Linked DNA regions of Sus scrofa: regions 2 and 3 are each linked to region 1. The links are chromatin contacts, called in public Hi-C and promoter capture Hi-C maps. All regions are on one chromosome and are shown on one strand. The core of a region is the stretch at or near the end of the contact, and the rest is flanking DNA. Distances in the headings are between cores, read along the strand shown.

Region 1 (2,700 bases), core at 184-2,683:
CAAAATAATCTAGAGAAAAATCATTCTTTTTTACCCCAAAAGGAATTGTGGCAGTTAAAAATATTAAAACATCAGCATCAAAATACATTCAATTCAGAAGTTCTAATTATTTTAACACAACTATAACAAACATAATAGCCACTAATCAACAATATTAAAAACACAAAAGGAGTGTTCAATTTATCTTTCAGTGTTTTCCCAATGCAGACTTTTTAAATGGAAATAAGCAAGCAATCTCCACATCTAACATAGCAGTGAGAAATTAATGTGAAAATTACACTTAAGAAAAAGTAATTGGAAAGGTGTTATGTTGTCCCTCATCCATTTTTTTCTTCATTCATTTTAAAATATATAATCTATTTGGCCATACTAAACCAAATTTAAAAATTATATGTATCACTCCCCAAAATTTCTGAAAGCAAATCACCAAAAGACTGCTTGAAAAATTAACTGCAAACGTAACATGAGATTTGCACTAAGGCGTTTGAGAATTAAAGACAAAATATCCTAAGGAAAGGATGACTACCATTTCCCTTTAAGCTTCAGCAAAATGTCAAAAGAACTTTCTTTCAGGACTCAGATCTCCTAGAAGTCTGACGTGAGGTCAATGACAGGAAAACCAACAGATGCCAGATGACTAAAAGAAAAGTTACTGAAAATACTTCTAAACCCAACAGTAATTCTAAAAGCAGATAAAATACAAGAGTCCAAGATTGAAAAGATGAAAACATAATTACTTATACCCTTCAAAATAAAATAATACCAATGATAATAACAACTAACAGTACTGTACAATGTATTAAGAATTTCACAGTTCTGGGTTCCTCAACATTTATTCAATTTATTCGGGAACGTTTTGGAATAATGAAAGTAACATGGATTCCCAGAGAGCGATCTAAATCTAAAAATAAGGTTCAAGTGTATGCTCCATAGTTTAATGTTTTTACTGTAAGCCAAATCCTCTTCTTTATATTAAAAAAAAAAAAACCCTACAGTTCTGTTTCCAAAGATCTCATAATAGACACTGTCCACTGGTGATTAAAATATTATTTTTAATCCTGGCATTACCTCACAGCTAAAAATGTCAAGATACCACACCCAATGTGTCTTTTTTCCCCCCCGCGGGTGGGAGGTGTGGGGGTGGGGAATACGAGGAGTGGGGATTCGAAACTACACGACAACATGGAAGGGTAGTTCCCTGGAAGGACTGGAAAGGCGCGCAGGTACCAGGCGATCGGGGGAAGCGTGGCGAAGGGCCGGTGCAGGCCTCGGCCTCTGCAGGCTCCCTCCCTCGCCACCCGCAGGGGAAGTGGCCGGGTCGTGCCACCCGGGGCTACTCACCGGCCGCAGCGCTGACCAGCAGGACGGTCCACAGCAGCGAGGGCACCCGCCGGGGCCACCGCAGCGACGAAGTCATCCCTGGGCCAGTCGAGAAGCAGAAGAGCAGAGAAAATAAATATGGAAAGTGAACACGGGCGGAGAAAGACGGCCGAGAAGCTAGTCCTCGCTCTCGTCGGACTTATCCAGCCCGAAAAACAATGCAGTTTGAAAGGACAAATGGCAGATGAGAGGACCGAGCTGCAGAGCTTTCATTCCGCAGCAGAAATTCCCTTCATTTCTCTCCCTCGCGGCTCGGGGAGTTCGCTCGCCTAGGAGGGGGTGCCTCGGCCCCCCAAACTGAAGGCATGTCCGTGGGGAGAAGCAGGGAGACAAGAAGAAAGCCCCGCAGTTATTTCCCTCGTAGTTTCACGATATCAAAAAAATATCCAGGTCTGGGAGAAAACATATCCAGAGTGGCGAGGGGTGGGGAGCCGGGATTCGATGGGGACGCCAAGGATCAGAACAAGTTCCCGACTGCCGGGAAGGGCAAAGCCGGGCGGGCGGCGGCGCCCGATAGCCGGAGGCGCATCGCCCGTGGCTCCGGGAGGGCAAGATTCCTTTTAAGTTTCGCTTCGGTGCTTCCTTTACTCCGATTTCGAGCACAGCAAATCCTCTTCCTCGACTGGATCGAAAAAGGTGCCTGCCTCCATGGACAAACCCACCGCCTTCACGTCTTCGCGGAACAATCCTGCGAGGGTCTGGCAGGTCCCAGCCGGAGGGCTGAGGGGCGGTGGGAAGCGGGGGAGGGGAGGGGTCTGCAGGCCGGGCCCCGAGCTCCCCAAGACAGCGGGCGGAGGGGAGGTGCGGGGAGGCTGCCCTTTCTAGCCCTCTCCGGTGTACTTCTTCCTCTCTTTTTTACTGCTGCCGCTCCATCTTGCCTGGGGTAAATTCTGCCGTGAAAGCCTCGTCTTCTATGGCTCCCGTGAGCGAATCACAACCCTCCGGAGGAAGCCGCCGCCGCCGCCGCCGCCGCCGCCTCGTTTTCCCGCAGCTCTAGGCTCCGGGCGGAGCTCAGGCGTCGCGGGCCGAGGGCGGGGGGCGGCGGGAGGGCGGATGTAGGTGGCTGGAAAGGGGGGTGGGCAGCAAGGCGGCGAGACACCCCGCGCCCCTCCGGGAAGCACTTCCAGTGGCTCCGAGCAGACCAGACACAAAGGGGGGAGTCGCCGCAGCTGCCAGTCTGCGGCGCTCCCGGTCACCGGAGTCGCCCCGCCTCCGCCTCCTCCGCCTCCGCCTCCTCCTCAGTCTCCGGCTCTTCCCGGCCCTGTCTGTCTCGGGCCTGTGGTGCAGCGCGGGCGGCGGCGGCAGCAGCGGCGGCGGCTG
Region 2 (2,700 bases), core at 66-2,565, 410 kb before region 1:
CTACATATTTCAACGTAAGAATCCCTGGTCTAAAGGCATCTTAATATTTTCAGTTTCAATTAGCTGTGTGTGTACTATAAATAACCTACCCTTTCTCCTATTCTAAAACTACTTTTTTTTCCGGTTTTTAAGGTAAGTGCTTTATAATATTCTAGACTCTCACCTCATCTTTTTTTCTTTCATGATCTTACAGACCTTAGTTATTACCTGAAGTGTAAGCTTTTTTTCCTTGCTAACCTATATGCTACAGTTGCAATTAATTCTATTTTGTAGTTTTAGGAAAGGTGATAATATTTTTTTGAGCCACCTTTAAAAAGAAAGCACTTTTGACATAAGTCGTTTTACACCCATAGCAGTTTTACTTTTGCCTTATCTACAATTTTCCCCGTGGGTTTTGTTTGTTTGTTTTGGTCTTTTGTCTTTTTGCCTTTTCTAGGGTCGCTTCCTGCGGCATATGGAGGTTCTCAGGCTACGGGTGGAATCGGAGCTGTAGCCGCAGGGCTACACCAGAACAGCAACATCCCCATACAAGCCGCGTCTGCGACCTACACCACAGCTGACGGCAACGCCGGATCCTTAACCCACTGAGCAAGGCCAGGGATGGAACCCACAACCTCATGGTTCCTATTTGGATTCGTTAACCACTGAGCCACGATGGGAACTCCCCCCCCCCGGGGTTTTTAAGCACAAATTTTACATTTGACTCTTGAAGATTTTTCAAGAGTTATGTATGTGCGTATTTGAGGCCAGTTGTTAACAGCTGTTAATCCTCTAAACCTTTCAATAGAAGTTTAATATATATAGCACGTGAATGTTTTCTGTATGCCCACGCTGGTACTGAGAAACGCCTGAGGACTGAGGAATGACCAGGGCTCAAAAGCTTACATTCTCGCAGGGGTGGCACCGGACAGGTGCAGTGCCGGTTCAGAGGAAGCGCGGGGAGGGAGGGATCCGGGCTCCTGGCTCCGAAAAGGAGTGGAGAATTCCCTCCACTTCTCACGCCTTGAAGGTCTCCTACTCAATACCTTATCCTGGTGTTCTGAGGGGTGTGGTGTTTGTCGTTTCGCTTTATTAAGTAAAGAGGAATTCGGGAAAGGAGGAACTGAGAGGGTCCCGGAATTTCTTCAAGAACCAGCCGAAAGTCGGGCCCCCGCGGGGTTACGCGAGAGCCGAAGCGCCGTGGAAAGTGCGGCTTCTGCGCGCGCCCGGCCGCGGGGTTTAAATCTCCCGCCTCCCGCAGCGGGAGCCCGACACCTCCACGCTCTGGTGCGGAGGGGCACCAGCTGCGGGAGCGGCCGGGCGGCAGCGGCGCTGGGCTCGCGGGCGGCGGCCGTGGGAACGGGCGCCCTGGACCGACCTCTGCGCCGCCCAGCGCGACCGGAGGCGGAGGAGGAGCGGCGCGTCGCGGCCCGGCCGGGCGTCGAGGTGAGCGTCTGCGGCTCCCCTGACCCCCACGCTCCAGGGCGGCGGAGGGCCGCGCCCTCCCAGGCCAGTCGGGGCCGGAGGCCAAACCCTTGGTTCCTATGGCGACGCCCCAAGGTGGAGACGCAGCGGGCGGTGCCTGAGTTGAGCACAAGAGGGCACTTGGGGCCTCGCCGGCCTCCTCGGTTGCCTCGGGGAGCATGAGCCCTTCGGCCTCCCTCCCAGACAAGGTCCTGATGGGAGCTCCTCTGGGCTTAGTATCGGCAGATAGGGCCAGGAGTGGTTTTTGGCTTGGCTGGGTCGCCTCGGGACCAAGGGAGCATCCACCCACGCTCGTCCCGTTAGCTAGAGCGCAGGGCCCTGAGGCTTGTTTGGGTGATTTGTCTCATAGATGGAGATAACTTCCATTAGAGGCAGATGCTCTCGGCCCTGCGGTGCTTTCTTGCTGACCTCCTTTTCACGTCGTGTTTATTTTCATGTCATTATTTTGTAACGGGCATGTCTTCTTTAGGAAGTAAACGGTTAGCGATGGGCAAAAACAAAACATAAGTAAATGTGCGGTTTAAGATGAACTGCGGAAGGCACGAGCTCCCGAAGGGTTCAGCGCTCAAATCTAGAAGCCTGAGGCCTTTATCCCAGCCCCAGGCACCCATCCGCCTCGTGGAAACTCAGCTCACCTGGTCAGATGCCCAAATGCTGTCAGCGGTGAGATACCTGATACTCTGAGAAAGATGGAGAGGGGAAAAAATCCCTCCATTCTGGCAACTAACCCGCGATGCCGTGGATTTGCCAGTAGAGGGGGTGGGATTGTTTTTCATGTAATAGATCTTGATACATAGAACTTAAAAGCTCTCCTAAACTATGAGTCGCTGTGAAAAAGCCTATTGGGAAGATAACGTTTACCCATGGTTTTGGGTTTTCTCTAAGTATTTATGTATTAATTTAATTGGTTCTGACTCAGGCAACATACTGTAAAGTGATAGTACTCTAATCATCTTCACATCAATATTGATGGAGTAGCCAGCCACAGGTGCCTCATCCTTTAGTAGGAGTTGTTTATTCATTTATTGACCAAATAAGCAACCAATGGTATGTATATATTTAATCATATTATATTCGTTGTCTGTGCCTAACATCCAGTGTCCTTTGAAATTTCTGTTTAATAGTGCAGAATGATGTGCATATTGACATTGAAACGTGCAAGACATTATTCTAATTGCCAGTAATTGTCGTTAGATGGTTGCTCAGATCAGCCAGTCCAAAAGTGCAGTCTGCAGA
Region 3 (2,700 bases), core at 159-2,658, 440 kb before region 1:
GGTATCTAAAGGGTAATGGTGGTAATAATAGTTAACATTTACTCTGTGGCACTTAATCTCACAGTTGACCAAGATGTGTCACAGAGAAGTTATTAAGTAGCGGAGGCAGGATTCGAAATAAGGCATTCCGGTTCCACTACCCACATTCTAAGGTGAGTAAACGGAAAACGGTCCTAATTTCACTGTCATTGCTGCTAATAACAGATTATTTTTCGCTTACAATTGTTTAAATTCCTTCTCATAGTCTATGATTGATTTAAAAACCAGGCGTCTACTTAATCGTAGTACATCTTTAAGCAACGTAACCAAGGAGAGCTTTAGTTGTTTTCACCTGCACACATACCCCTTCCCAAAATTTTGCAATCCAGTTCTGCCTTACTCTAAACTGCTGTCTCTTTAAATTTCCCTCTTGGAGCTTCTCTAATGAATGCCTTAAAAAGCGACTATGAAATCTAGATAGTATCTCTCCATCCATCTTCCCTCAAAAAAACAACTCGGTTGCATTAGAATAACTCCCGGGACCATTTGGTCTTTGGGTGACTTCAAAAAAAAAAAAAAAAAAAAAGAAAAGAAAAGGTAAAAAACCGTAGAGAGTGTGGGAGGACGCCTTTCTCCTTCTAGATAGTATCTCTCCATCCATCTTTCCTCAAAAAAACAACTCGGTTGTATTAGAATAATTCCCGGGACCATTAGGCCTTTGGGTGACTTCAAAAAAAAAAAAAAGAAAGAAAAGGTAAAAAACCGTAGAGAGTGTGGGAGGACGCCTTTCTCCTTCTAAAAGGAAATTAAAAGGGGGCTCCTAAAGAGAAAAAAAGAACTCTAAAAAGCGGGGCGCGGGGCTGCGCATGGGACTACACACTGGGCGCTCCAGCCCAGGGGTCCGAATCCAAGGCGGTTCTTCCTTGCGCTCTGAAACCCTCCTAAAAACACGAACTTCCACCTTCTCCAGCGAACCCCGTCCCGGGCGGGGCGCAGTAGGCCTCGACACATAGGGCCCCGAATACCGCCCAAGGTGGGGCGCTGAAGGCGCCACCGACGCCGGGTTGCAGCAGGGGGCGGGGGCCGGCGGTTGCTCAGGGACCGGGCGGGTCAAGAGGCGGCGGGAGGAGGAGGCAGCAGGAAGAAAGGGGGGTTGGGAGGTAGTGTCCCGTCCGTCGGCGCAGACAGCTCTCCCAAACCTCGGACTCCCCCAGTCCCACCGCGGCCGAGCGCCCTATAGGGCGAGAAGGGAAGTCCAAAAAGTGCTGGAGTAGAGGGAAGAAAATTCAAAACGAGTCTACTCAACCTCGTCTTGGCTCCGAGGCCCCGCCATGGAGACCCTCACAGTGCGCAGGCGCACCCCTCCGGGAGCGCGCAGCGCAGTCGCTCGAGATAAGACCACTATCAGCCACCGTCGCGTTTCCCTTCTGATTCGTTCTTTCTTTCGTATCCCCTCCTCTCACCTGGATCTAAAGCTTGAAGCTAGTGGCGAAACACCAAGAAAAATCTCGGTAGACCGAAAGTGTGATTGGGAGTATGCTTGAGCAGATAAGCCCGGAAAGGCTTTCGTGAATTAAAGCTGATGGCAGAGGAAATATAATAGATATTTGGCTGGAGTCGGGAAGGTTTAATGCAAATAAGATATCCCTAGGGGAGAGAGGCAAGAAAGACTACAATTCCCAGTGGGTACAGCTTCTGACAAGCGCTGCTTTCTGGGGTTTGTAGTATCTAGGAGCTGTGTTTGAATTATCGGGCCTAAGGATGGCCTCTTTAAAAAAAAAAGAGAGAGAGAGAGAGCGCGGATAAGCGGATTTGAATCAGGCCTCTCTGTATTTTCATAATCGAGCGCAAGCTTAAATATATATATTTTTTAAATACAAACAAAATTAAAGGGAAACGTCGCCTTTAAGACTATGCCTTACTAATCGATGACTCCTAAATCTAGGAATAGGTAGTCGATGTTTGTGGGCTGGGCCTTGTGGAAGGGGAGCCTCGTGGTGCTTTCTGGCTAGGCAGGCCGGAGGAAGGAAAGCGGAAGCCCGGAGTTGGACTGCAGTTTTTCATATACACGTGCAGTGTAATTTTGAGCAACCTCTTTTTGTAGCCTTAAAGACCCGAGCACGGGTTATCTAACTGTTACCCTGTACGTTTCTGTAGGCAAGCCATGGCTCAGCTCCAGACACGCTTCTTCACTGACAACAAAAAGTAAGTATGCTTACTCTCTTCCTCTACCCACTTCTCCCTTCCCTGGGATTCTTTGAAATGACCGCTTAGGGATGGCCTTGTGCATCCCTGGTTGTCTTTGCCGTCAACTCACTTTTTCTGTTTTGCTAGACTCCTCGCTTGAGCGCGTTTTCCGCCCGGGTGAAAGCAGTACCTAGCGAGAATTTCTCAAGGATCACCGATCCTTCTGCCTGGCTTCTCAAGCTCTGTGTAATTTGAAGTGTAGAGGGGCCTGAAAGGCCTTAGGTTTGCGTCCTGAATGAAGCGCATTATATGTAACTGAACAATTAACAACAGGCCAAGTCGTTATATCCTGTCTGCTAGTGGTGTTTCCCAGTATCCGAAAACACGATTTCATTTTCTTAAATAGGTAATAGACAATGCCGTTCTAAACCAGGCTAGAAAGTAGAGCTCTCAATAGGGGGTTGATAGAACTGGCTTTAGGTAGGAGTGTGAAGTCAATTCAGTTACAAACTTGTGTATTTATATACATACATA

The links. Promoter capture Hi-C pulls out the DNA fragments that hold promoters and counts their contacts. Hi-C and Micro-C count contacts between places; a contact is called where the count stands out from the background.
Region 2: a contact with region 1 is called in a Hi-C map of embryonic fibroblasts, with 2.9 times the contacts expected there. The contact joins the promoter of ICA1L here to the promoter of BMPR2 in region 1. A contact is called at or near these places in 1 of 5 promoter capture datasets (fetal liver) and 3 of 47 Hi-C or Micro-C datasets (embryonic fibroblasts, epiblast stem cells and subcutaneous adipose tissue).
Region 3: a contact with region 1 is called in a promoter capture Hi-C map of liver, with 5 times the contacts expected there. The contact joins the promoter of CARF here to the promoter of BMPR2 in region 1. A contact is called at or near these places in 2 of 5 promoter capture datasets (fetal liver and liver) and 2 of 2 datasets of contacts at active chromatin or transcription factors (alveolar macrophages and skeletal muscle).

Annotation. Positions count from the first base shown.
Region 1 is chr15:105,970,310-105,973,009 of Sscrofa11.1, reverse strand. BMPR2 (bone morphogenetic protein receptor type 2) reads right to left here and starts at 1,433. Exons shown (of 13, transcript NM_001204900.1): 1 at 1,342-1,433. The coding sequence starts at 1,417.
Region 2 is chr15:106,376,188-106,378,887 of Sscrofa11.1, reverse strand. It overlaps ICA1L (islet cell autoantigen 1-like protein), which reads left to right and starts at 1,315. Exons shown (of 13, transcript XM_021075560.1): 1 at 1,315-1,425.
Region 3 is chr15:106,409,126-106,411,825 of Sscrofa11.1, reverse strand. It overlaps CARF (calcium-responsive transcription factor), which reads right to left and starts at 1,408. Exons shown (of 18, transcript XM_021075550.1): 1 at 1,286-1,408. It overlaps WDR12 (ribosome biogenesis protein WDR12), which reads left to right and starts at 1,103. Exons shown (of 14, transcript XM_003133592.6): 1 at 1,103-1,490; 2 at 2,137-2,184. The coding sequence starts at 2,144.